Regions from separate parts of the Mus musculus genome. Here region 1 is linked to region 2. Evidence: chromatin contacts called from public HiChIP or PLAC-seq data. All regions are on one chromosome and are shown on one strand. The core of a region is the stretch at or near the end of the contact, and the rest is flanking DNA. Distances in the headings are between cores, read along the strand shown. Region 1 overlaps Uggt1 (UDP-glucose glycoprotein glucosyltransferase 1). Region 2 overlaps Hs6st1 (heparan sulfate 6-O-sulfotransferase 1).

Region 1 (4,243 bases), core at 1,481-3,980, 65 kb after region 2:
GCACCAGGGGATGCTGGGTGGGAGCACCAGGGGATGCTAGGTGGGGCACAAGGAAAAGGAGGTAATAAGGAGGATGCTCCCCAAAGGCACCCGGTCATTGAGGAATACACAGAACACAAGCTACTCCAAAGAACACAGCCGTCCAATGACCGTCACCTCTGCCAGCAGTGGGCCCCACCAACCACAAGGGAAGAGAGCACACCAGAAGCTCCCTCCGTGGAAGAACACTTTCCTTCTCTTAACCGAAAGGGAAGCATTCCTCTTCTCCAACTGAAAGGGCTTAATCTAGCTGCATGAAGTGGTTTGGAAGCCCAGAAAAAATTACCATATTGCAAAGGATGCATGGTTCACACCTCTGGCCCTCCCTGTACATGTAAGCTGTTCACCATGATGCCGACTTACCACTTGAATGAGTCCCAGAATCCAGACTCGTTCTCATTTGTCCCATCACTCAGCAAGTCTTCATTAGCCATGTCTGCCTTCTTCTGAACCTGCAATTGTATGTGACAGGTCTGACAGGCGCAAACCTGAAGTGCACTGGCAACAGGAAACAATCAACCAATTCTCCTAAAGGGGACCCCACCCAGACTCTCAGGACTGTGGCAGTGCGTTCATCAGAACACTCACGTTAAAGCCTTCAGGGGCAAGCCAGCCATCTCTTTGAATTGTACAAAGAGCCAAAGACCAAGCTCATAGAAACAGAGGGAGTAACCCAGAAGACAACTTCTCTAGCTGACAACTTCAAGGGAAGAATGCGGCCCACAGGAACCATTGAGAGAGGCGCATCAGGTGGTCCATGCTCAGGACTTCTACCACAAAAGATTCCCTGCAGCAATCACCCTCCTGTTCAGCCTCGCAATGGCTGACTTTAGGTTTTACCATGTGTAACAGTTACTTATCCTACAATCATTTTACTTTAGGATTTCAAAATGCTGAAGAGAAAGAGAGTAAGAAAAGACTAAATAAAATCACCTGTTTGTATTCTGTGTTTGGTTTTGTAGGCAGTGTCTCATATCATTCAAGATGGCCTCAAACTCACTATGCAGTCTAGGCTGACCTTAAATTCCTGATCCTCCTGCCTCTAACTCCCCAGTTCTGAGACTACAGGTGTGCACCATCCTGCCTATAAAAACTATAATCTTACTGTTGAATTGCCAGTGGAATTTCCCACAGTCTTCTGAGACTAAAATACTAACTCTATGAATTGTGGGTATGAAAGCGCCCAAGCCAGAGCTGGAGAGATAGCTCAGTGGTTCAGAGCACACTCATACAGCTCCCCCAGAGGACCTGAGTTCAGTTCCCAGCAACTATACTGAATAGTTCACAACAACCTGTAACTCCATTTCTAAGAGATACCAATGCTCTCTTGTGCCCTTCACAGGTATACGAGTGTCATATATTCACATAAACACATTTACATGTGTATAAATAAATAAAACTTAAAAAAAAAAACATGGCAAAGCTGAGCCAGGTGCAATGCCTTTAATCCTGATACTTGGGAGGCAGTCAAACATATCTGTGAGTTCGAGGCCAACCTGGTCTACATAGCAAGTCCCAGGTCAATCAGGGCTTCAGGGCTAAATAGTGAGACCCTGTCTCAATCAGAATGGAGAGGGGAGTACACAAAGTCTCTGTGGGGACATTTTGCACAAAATGGGACTCTGAGATTACCAAAAGTGACAATCTGTTGGCTGAAGAAAGCTAGAATCTTATCTTCACTAAGACATTTTTCTTAAGCAGCATCCCTAGAACTATTAAAACAAACAACAACAAAATCCAAAAGCCAACCAACCAACCAAAAGCCACTTCCAAATGGAATACCAAAATGACTTCCAAATGCAGCAGTCCTACTTCATCTAATGGAGACATTCCAAGCCCCTACTGGATGCATGAACTCTAAGAGTAGAGAACCCTGTATACATATTACAGCTTTGTTCACTCTATTTGTACTAATGCTTAATTGGTAAGTTAGGCAAGGTAAAAATCACAACAGTAATTAACACAAAACAGAACATTAAAACAGTGTCTTAATGAACTACCGCGAGAGGGCTCTCCTAGCACGGTCACAAGTGTTAGTACCTCCGACAGCGGCTGCCACGGGGGGACTGCTGTCTGTTCCCTGACAGTGGCTGGCCACGGCCACAGGGGGGGACTGCTGTCTGTTCCCTGACAGTGGCTGGCCACGGCCACAGGGGGGGACTGCTGTCTGTTCCCTGACAAAGCCGAGCAGACTCACCTTCACTTTGATGATCTTGCTCTTGAAGTTATTGAGGATGACAACAACGTCGTTTGCATCAGGAGGGGAATCTGTACCATCATGGCTTAGAGACAAGTAAGACAGAGAAAGAAATCACAATCCCAAAATGCGGTAAATACTCAGACAACAAGATGGGCTGTGCTTGCCCATCTTCATTGTAGAAACACTTTTTAAAACCAACAGTTTCCTCACAGTCTGAAAGAAACACCTTTACAGGACAAAGAAGTGTTCCTGGAAATCTCCATCTCTAGGCTAGGGACGTGAGCTGACTTCCTTCCTACAGCAGGCAAACATCAATGGGCTCTCAGGCAGGACAAGCACTGGTCAGATCATGACAAAGCTTGTCCGCTCACAGTCTGCACACTCAGGCCCATCCCTGGAGCCGCTTCTGCTGTTTAACTCTTGGCAGAGTGTGGTGACTCACACCTGTAACCCCAACAGGAAGCAGCAGGGAGATCAACTGCGATCAAAGCCAGCCTAGGCTACAGTGTGAGAGGCGGCACAACCAGCCAAGTTTAGAGCACAGACTCAATTCTGTGTCTGGTAGGAAGCCCACAGTGCAGCCGCTCTGGTCCGAGGCCCACAAGGCAGAGCAGGACGACTGTGAGTACTCGCTTCCTCCTCATCTCACTCTCCAGGCAGCAATGTGAGGAAGCCACTGCATGTGCTGTCACTCAGCAGGCAGCAAAAGGAGAGGAGAAAGCTGGCGCACAGAAGATTCCAGAATCACAGGCTGTCCATTTGGGAAGCCTCGGAAGACAGGAACCCTAGACAGCAGAGAGGACGGCACCACAGCCCCAGGCAAGGAAGAAGATGGACAGGGCCCATAGAAGAAACATTCTGTGAAGCCTTCTTGGGAAAATAACTGAATCAGGGAAAAGCCTACTATTTACAATAAGGACATTACTATAGCACAAAATTCTAAGTTATTGAATAAGAAATCTGCACAAGCTAGGTATGGAGGCACACGCCTGAGGTCTCAGCTACAGGAGACTAAGGCAGAAGACTCACTTGAGTCCAGTTCAAGCGTGGGTGAGAGAAAAACCAAAACCAAACCCACTAAACCACACTGCTTCTCCATGTCAAGTAAAAGGCCATGAAGCCAAAGCAAATACACACATTAGGCTGTTCACAGAAACCATAATGAAAACCATTCCCTACACAAACTGGCACAGAACTAAGGACGAGTTTAAACTGTGTTAAACAGGATAGAGACCACATTTTTAAAATGGTGTTCTGGGGTTCGTTTGAACTTTAAGACAATTCCTGTCACTGACAGGCTGGTGTAGGAGTACGCCTACACAACTGCAGCCCAGGGACCAGGACCGACAGTCAGACTACACAGTCAAAGCTCATGTGTTCTGTGCATGTACAAAACAGCCGGGGTCATGATAAACACCTCCCATCAGCGTACTGAACAGGACCGACCCTGCTGTTTCCAGTCAGCTCTCATCAAGTGGTCAGAGCTCCTGCCTGCTATCTGCATCCTTCTGATAAGAGCTGACAGGGAAAGCAATGGAGAACAGACCTCGCTCTGATCAGCACTTAGACCCCTTGCTAACCAACCCATCCCCTACAACTTCTCCCACACTTACTCTTCTGAGAAGCTTGGCTTTATCATGAACTCGACTATAACGCACGATGCCTGGGGTAAGCCCAGATAATGCGCAATTAAAGCTCAGTCTCTACAATGAAGCCGTCTCCTTGTCCTACCTGTAGATCCTATAAATGTCATCTGAGCGCCCCTTCCTCAGTCTCAGAATCCAGGCTCCCGGATTGGCTTTGAGCTGAAAATATCCCTAGGACACAAACAGAGTACAGGCTCAGGTCTCTTTACATTTAAATGTTTCTAATGAATGCTTACATTTTCATTTACATGCAGATCATGTATGTGTATATGACAGCCTATCTACCCCATCCCCTCTCATGAACTAGGTACTGAACTCAGGGTCTTATTACCATGATAATTAAAGAAAGTTTAAAAGA
Region 2 (4,210 bases), core at 1,690-4,189:
ATTTTCATTTACTCCACTGTGGGAGCTAGGGAGCAGGGGTGGGTGTGCATGTGTATATATGTGGTTGCATACGTGCATATGGAGGCCAGAAGACAAGCTCTGGTGTTATTCCTCAGGTCCCCTCCACCGTGATTTTTGAGACAGGGTCTCTTCCTTGCCTGGAACTCATCAAGTAGGCTAGGCTAGCTGGCCAGAGCTCCCTAAGACTCCACTTGTCTCTGCCTCCCCAGCGCTAAGATTCTGTGTGCCACCATGCCATGCGTAAGTGGGCAGGAGTCCATGCATGGATGCATGCACATGTGGAGGCCCGAGCAAGACATTGGTATCTTCTTCTGTTGCTCTTGACTTTATTGCCTTGAGACAAGGTCTCTCACTGAACCAGATATCCAGTTTAGTCTAAGCTGACTAGCCAGCAAGCTCTCAGGATCTACCTGTCTCTGCTCTTCAATACTGCAGTTACAACCTGCCTGGCTTTTTCTCCTGGGTGCCGAGGAGTCAAACTCTGCTCCTAAGACACAGCAACTATTCCCACCCATTGAGCTGTCCCCCAGTCCCATAACCCCTCCCGCTCCACCCCTCCAGGCTTTTGTGATGTGGGTTCTGGGGACTTGAACTCATGTTGTCATGCTTGCAAGACAGGCACCTTACCAACTGAGCCATCTGCACAGGCCAGTTCCGATTTTATTTTTGAGGCTACAGGTTCATCGGTGATCTTACGTCTGGACACTTTCTAAGAAATGTTTATCTGACCAGTGTTTTCTCTTTCTCTTGCATGTTCCGGTGCGTCTGCCTCCATTGGTGATTGGTGAGAACAGGTAAGTGTGTTTCGGCTGCTTCTCCTTCCTCCCCGCTGGACTTCTCCGCCTGCTGGGTGCCATTGTATGGACCTCAGAGGAGGTCATGTCTATATTTCACAAGGAAGAAACATGTCAGAGGTGTTCTGTGGGCGCCTTGTTCCAACCACACAGCCCATCGGTGGCAGAGCCCTTGGCAAATATGAGGGAGACCTTTGTCCCGTCGATGACTATGGCACACCTAGTTCCTACCAGGTGCCTTGTGAAAACAGTGATAGAGCACATGTACCCTGTGAAGTCAGAGCCTCCAGGACCCTCAGTTTACCAATCCACAAGGGCTTCTAATAGCAACCAGGAGAAGGGCCAGCAAGCACCCGGCAGGCTTCCCACTCTCCTGGAGGTATGGAGAAGAGCGGTCACCGGGGAGCCAAAGTGTCAGGTGTGGTGGAGAAGGATACCTGACACTAGAGAGCCCAGTAGCCCCCAGGCCCTGGGGTCATTACAGGTGACAGCTTTCCCATTATATCAACCAAAATTTGCCAACACCTTCCCTGGGAATGAAGCTGGATCAACAGATTACAGGCTGATAGAAGTTGGGATGTTGCAGCTGATTTGGTCACAGAGTGGTTCTTCTAGAATGGCTGGCAAGACTGATTTCTTTGGGGGAAAGTAGTCTAGTGTGAGGTGGGTAGGGGTGTGGTATGTAGATGTCAGCCTTCTTTTGAGGAGAGACTGCTTGTGGTGGCTGCCTGTCAGAGAACTATGGACAAGCTGTTGTTCAGGATGGCGGAAAGAGCCAGCCACCATCTTTTTTGCAACAAGTTGGGCCTGGAGGGTGTCCCAGAACACCCTACTTGGTCTTTAGACCCTTTCTGGACTTCCTAAGATACAGAGTAACCTACCATTGTTGGACATAGTATCTATTTTGTACATTTAATTCATTGTATGTGTGTATATTTGGTGGAGGTGGTGTGTGTGTGTGTGTGTGTGTGTGTGTGTGTGTGTGTGTATTAGAGGCCAACTTTCTGGAGTCACTTCAGATTGTATACTTTTTTGTTTGTTTGTTTCTTTGGTTATTAAAAAAATGGAAAAATACAAGGAAAGCAAAGAAAAATCTACCCAGGGCACTAACAGGCCCCAGCCTATGTCTCCCAACTGCCATGTAACCTCCAAATACAGTATGTCATTGACTCTGGCTTATAATCCCTGTGCACTTCCAATCCTGGCAGGGATGTTCCTGGCAAGCCGTGGCACACTGCATGTTGCTTTGTGTGGTTATGGTTGTGTGTAGATACCAAAGTTCCTGGCACAGGTAACCAGAGCTGGGCGCAGCCTGGTCAGTGGCGGGAGCAGATGGAGATTGGTTGTGGGTGCCTTGGCCCAGTCAACTACATGTTCTGCACACACTGGCAGAGCCCAGCACAGCCACCCCACCCCGTCAGAGGCCTCTGTTTCCCCTCTTTGGCCTGGTATTTGTGGGGGAAAAGGGTAAATCAGTTGCAGACCATGAAGATGTGAGAAAGAACAGTGTGAGTTCGAAGCACCCACCCCCACAGAGGCGAGGAGACCAAAAGAGCCAGTTGCCCTTCCTCCCCTGTCCCCAGCTCTCAGCTCCAACAGGGAGAAACCCAGCTCTGGAGGCAGGTCTCAGGCTGAGTGAGCAGGTCCGTGCCCACCTTCCTGCATACACCCAGCAAAGAAACGGAGTTCTGTCACCTTCTCTTGACCTCAAAGTATGAATGCATGCAGGCAGAAGCCACATCTTGCCTGCCCAGCATCAGGAGCCAGAAAGTACCAGGCAGGTGGGCGTGAACTATGAATGAGTTACAGCAGGCCTCTCCTACTCCCCTCTTCCCTGGCACGACGCCCCAGGCAGCCTCTCTTCTCACTAGAGAGTCCCACTCACTGGAACCCTGCCTAGATGCCTCAGAGATGCCAGGACGAGGCCCCACCCATATGTTGGAGGATGCAAGCAGAACACTGTTTAGGGTGTCACAGTAAGTGAGAGCCCCTAAACCCAGCCACTCATCCCCTCTTCCCTCAAGAGAGCTGGTAGCTGGTAGATCTGACTTTATGCTCTGCCCTGCTTGAAGGCATTGATATGCCCTCCTACTACAGCCTCTCCCTGGGCGGGGCTCTCCCAGAACCGCCCTTGAGCCATTACCAGCCCTACTGATATGAGCCAGGTTAAAACTATTCATGGGCCTAGTGTCCCAGGTCGAGGCCAGTCCTCTTGTTCCAGGTAGTGAGCTTGGGGTGGGTATCTCATAATGAAGGGTTGGGCTTGTTCCATCAGGCAACCAGGAAGTGTGCCGTGGGGAAGGGGCATCCCCTGTGCCTTGACATGCCCAATCAGCACACAAGCTGGGCCAGGGGGCAGCCCTGAGCTCTCCTGGGCTTTGTCTGCGCCTCGTGGGCTCTGCAGGGCTCTAGGAACTTTGAAATAGCTTGCACTTCTCCGAGGGTGGGACTGAGACTCCCTGCCTTGTCCTAAGGAGAAGAGAGACTTTAGGGACCTTCATGGACGCAGTCCAGATACCCACACAATAGCTCAGTTTCTCTGTGGGTGTGGCTCTTTGGCAGTAAGGCCTCTTGGTAAAGCAGCCAGCCTCATTTATAAAGTGAGCAAAGGTTTTCACACTCCCACTAAGCCACTAGGTGCTGCCAGCCTCGGGGGTATCAGGGTTTCCTACAGCTCGCTCGGTAAGGATGTACTTTCTCACTTTGGTGGTTTTAAATAGTTTGATGTTTTGAAACTACTCAGCCATACCTGGTCCTTCTAGGCTAGCCAGCCAGTGAGCTGTTTCAAGGGCTCACCTGTCTCTGCCTCCCATCTCACTGGGATAAGATTATGTGTTCCTTTATGTGTTTCCCCCCTCCCCCACCTCCACCCCCCATCCTAGTAGTGTTCTTTAATAGATGCCACGCCACCAACTCTTCATAGGCCTAAGTAGATATTTTCTGTCCGTCTGTTTAACAGATGCAAACTGGAGGGCTGAGTGATCAACAGACCTGTCCATCTGTCATTGTTGTCACATGTAGATCCTTCCTGTCAGGTTAGCCCTGGGACCTCTTGCTCTGCTGTCTGCCCATTTCCCAGTCAGAGCTGTAGGGGTTGGGGACTGTACCTAAAGAGTCTTGAATACTAGGGCAGGAATGAGTACTCTGCCCTCACTCACCCTACAGAGGCAGTGTCAGTGAGTGGGACTCACTCCTCAGCCTTTGCTCCATCCACCGCGCTCCATCTGATTTTCCCAGGTAACAAGGGCACTGGGAGGGAGGGTCCCAAGCACCAGGCATCTTCTTCTAACAAGAAGCTATTAGGATTCCTGCCCGTGGCTATCTACCCTTGGACTTTAGGATGGGGTGGGGGGAACCTGTCCAAGAGCTCACAGCATGGCAGAGGTGTCCAGGCT

What was found. HiChIP or PLAC-seq counts read pairs in DNA pulled down with a chosen protein or histone mark.
Region 1: an HNF4G HiChIP or PLAC-seq map of pancreatic cancer cells shows a contact between it and region 2. The contact joins two enhancer-like sites. A contact is called at or near these places in 2 of 115 datasets of contacts at active chromatin or transcription factors (embryonic stem cells and pancreatic cancer cells) and 3 of 9 other capture datasets (adipose tissue, liver and pancreatic islet).

What each region holds. Positions count from the first base shown.
Region 1 is chr1:36,157,706-36,161,948 of GRCm38.p6, forward strand. It overlaps Uggt1 (UDP-glucose glycoprotein glucosyltransferase 1), which reads right to left. Exons shown (of 41, transcript NM_198899.2): 31 at 3,971-4,056; 32 at 2,237-2,321; 33 at 403-491. Among named protein-coding and RNA genes, the nearest start is that of Mir6897, 16 kb to the left of the region's middle. Within about 2 kb of position 2,731, at least 87 of the 459 cell types and tissues checked have an H3K27ac peak or open chromatin away from gene starts, as enhancers often do. A contact at or near this core is called in pancreatic cancer cells, where this site is marked.
Region 2 is chr1:36,092,957-36,097,166 of GRCm38.p6, forward strand. All of the region lies in intron 1 of Hs6st1 (heparan sulfate 6-O-sulfotransferase 1), which reads left to right. Among named protein-coding and RNA genes, the nearest start is that of Hs6st1, 27 kb to the left of the region's middle. Within about 2 kb of position 2,940, at least 67 of the 459 cell types and tissues checked have an H3K27ac peak or open chromatin away from gene starts, as enhancers often do. A contact at or near this core is called in pancreatic cancer cells, where this site is marked.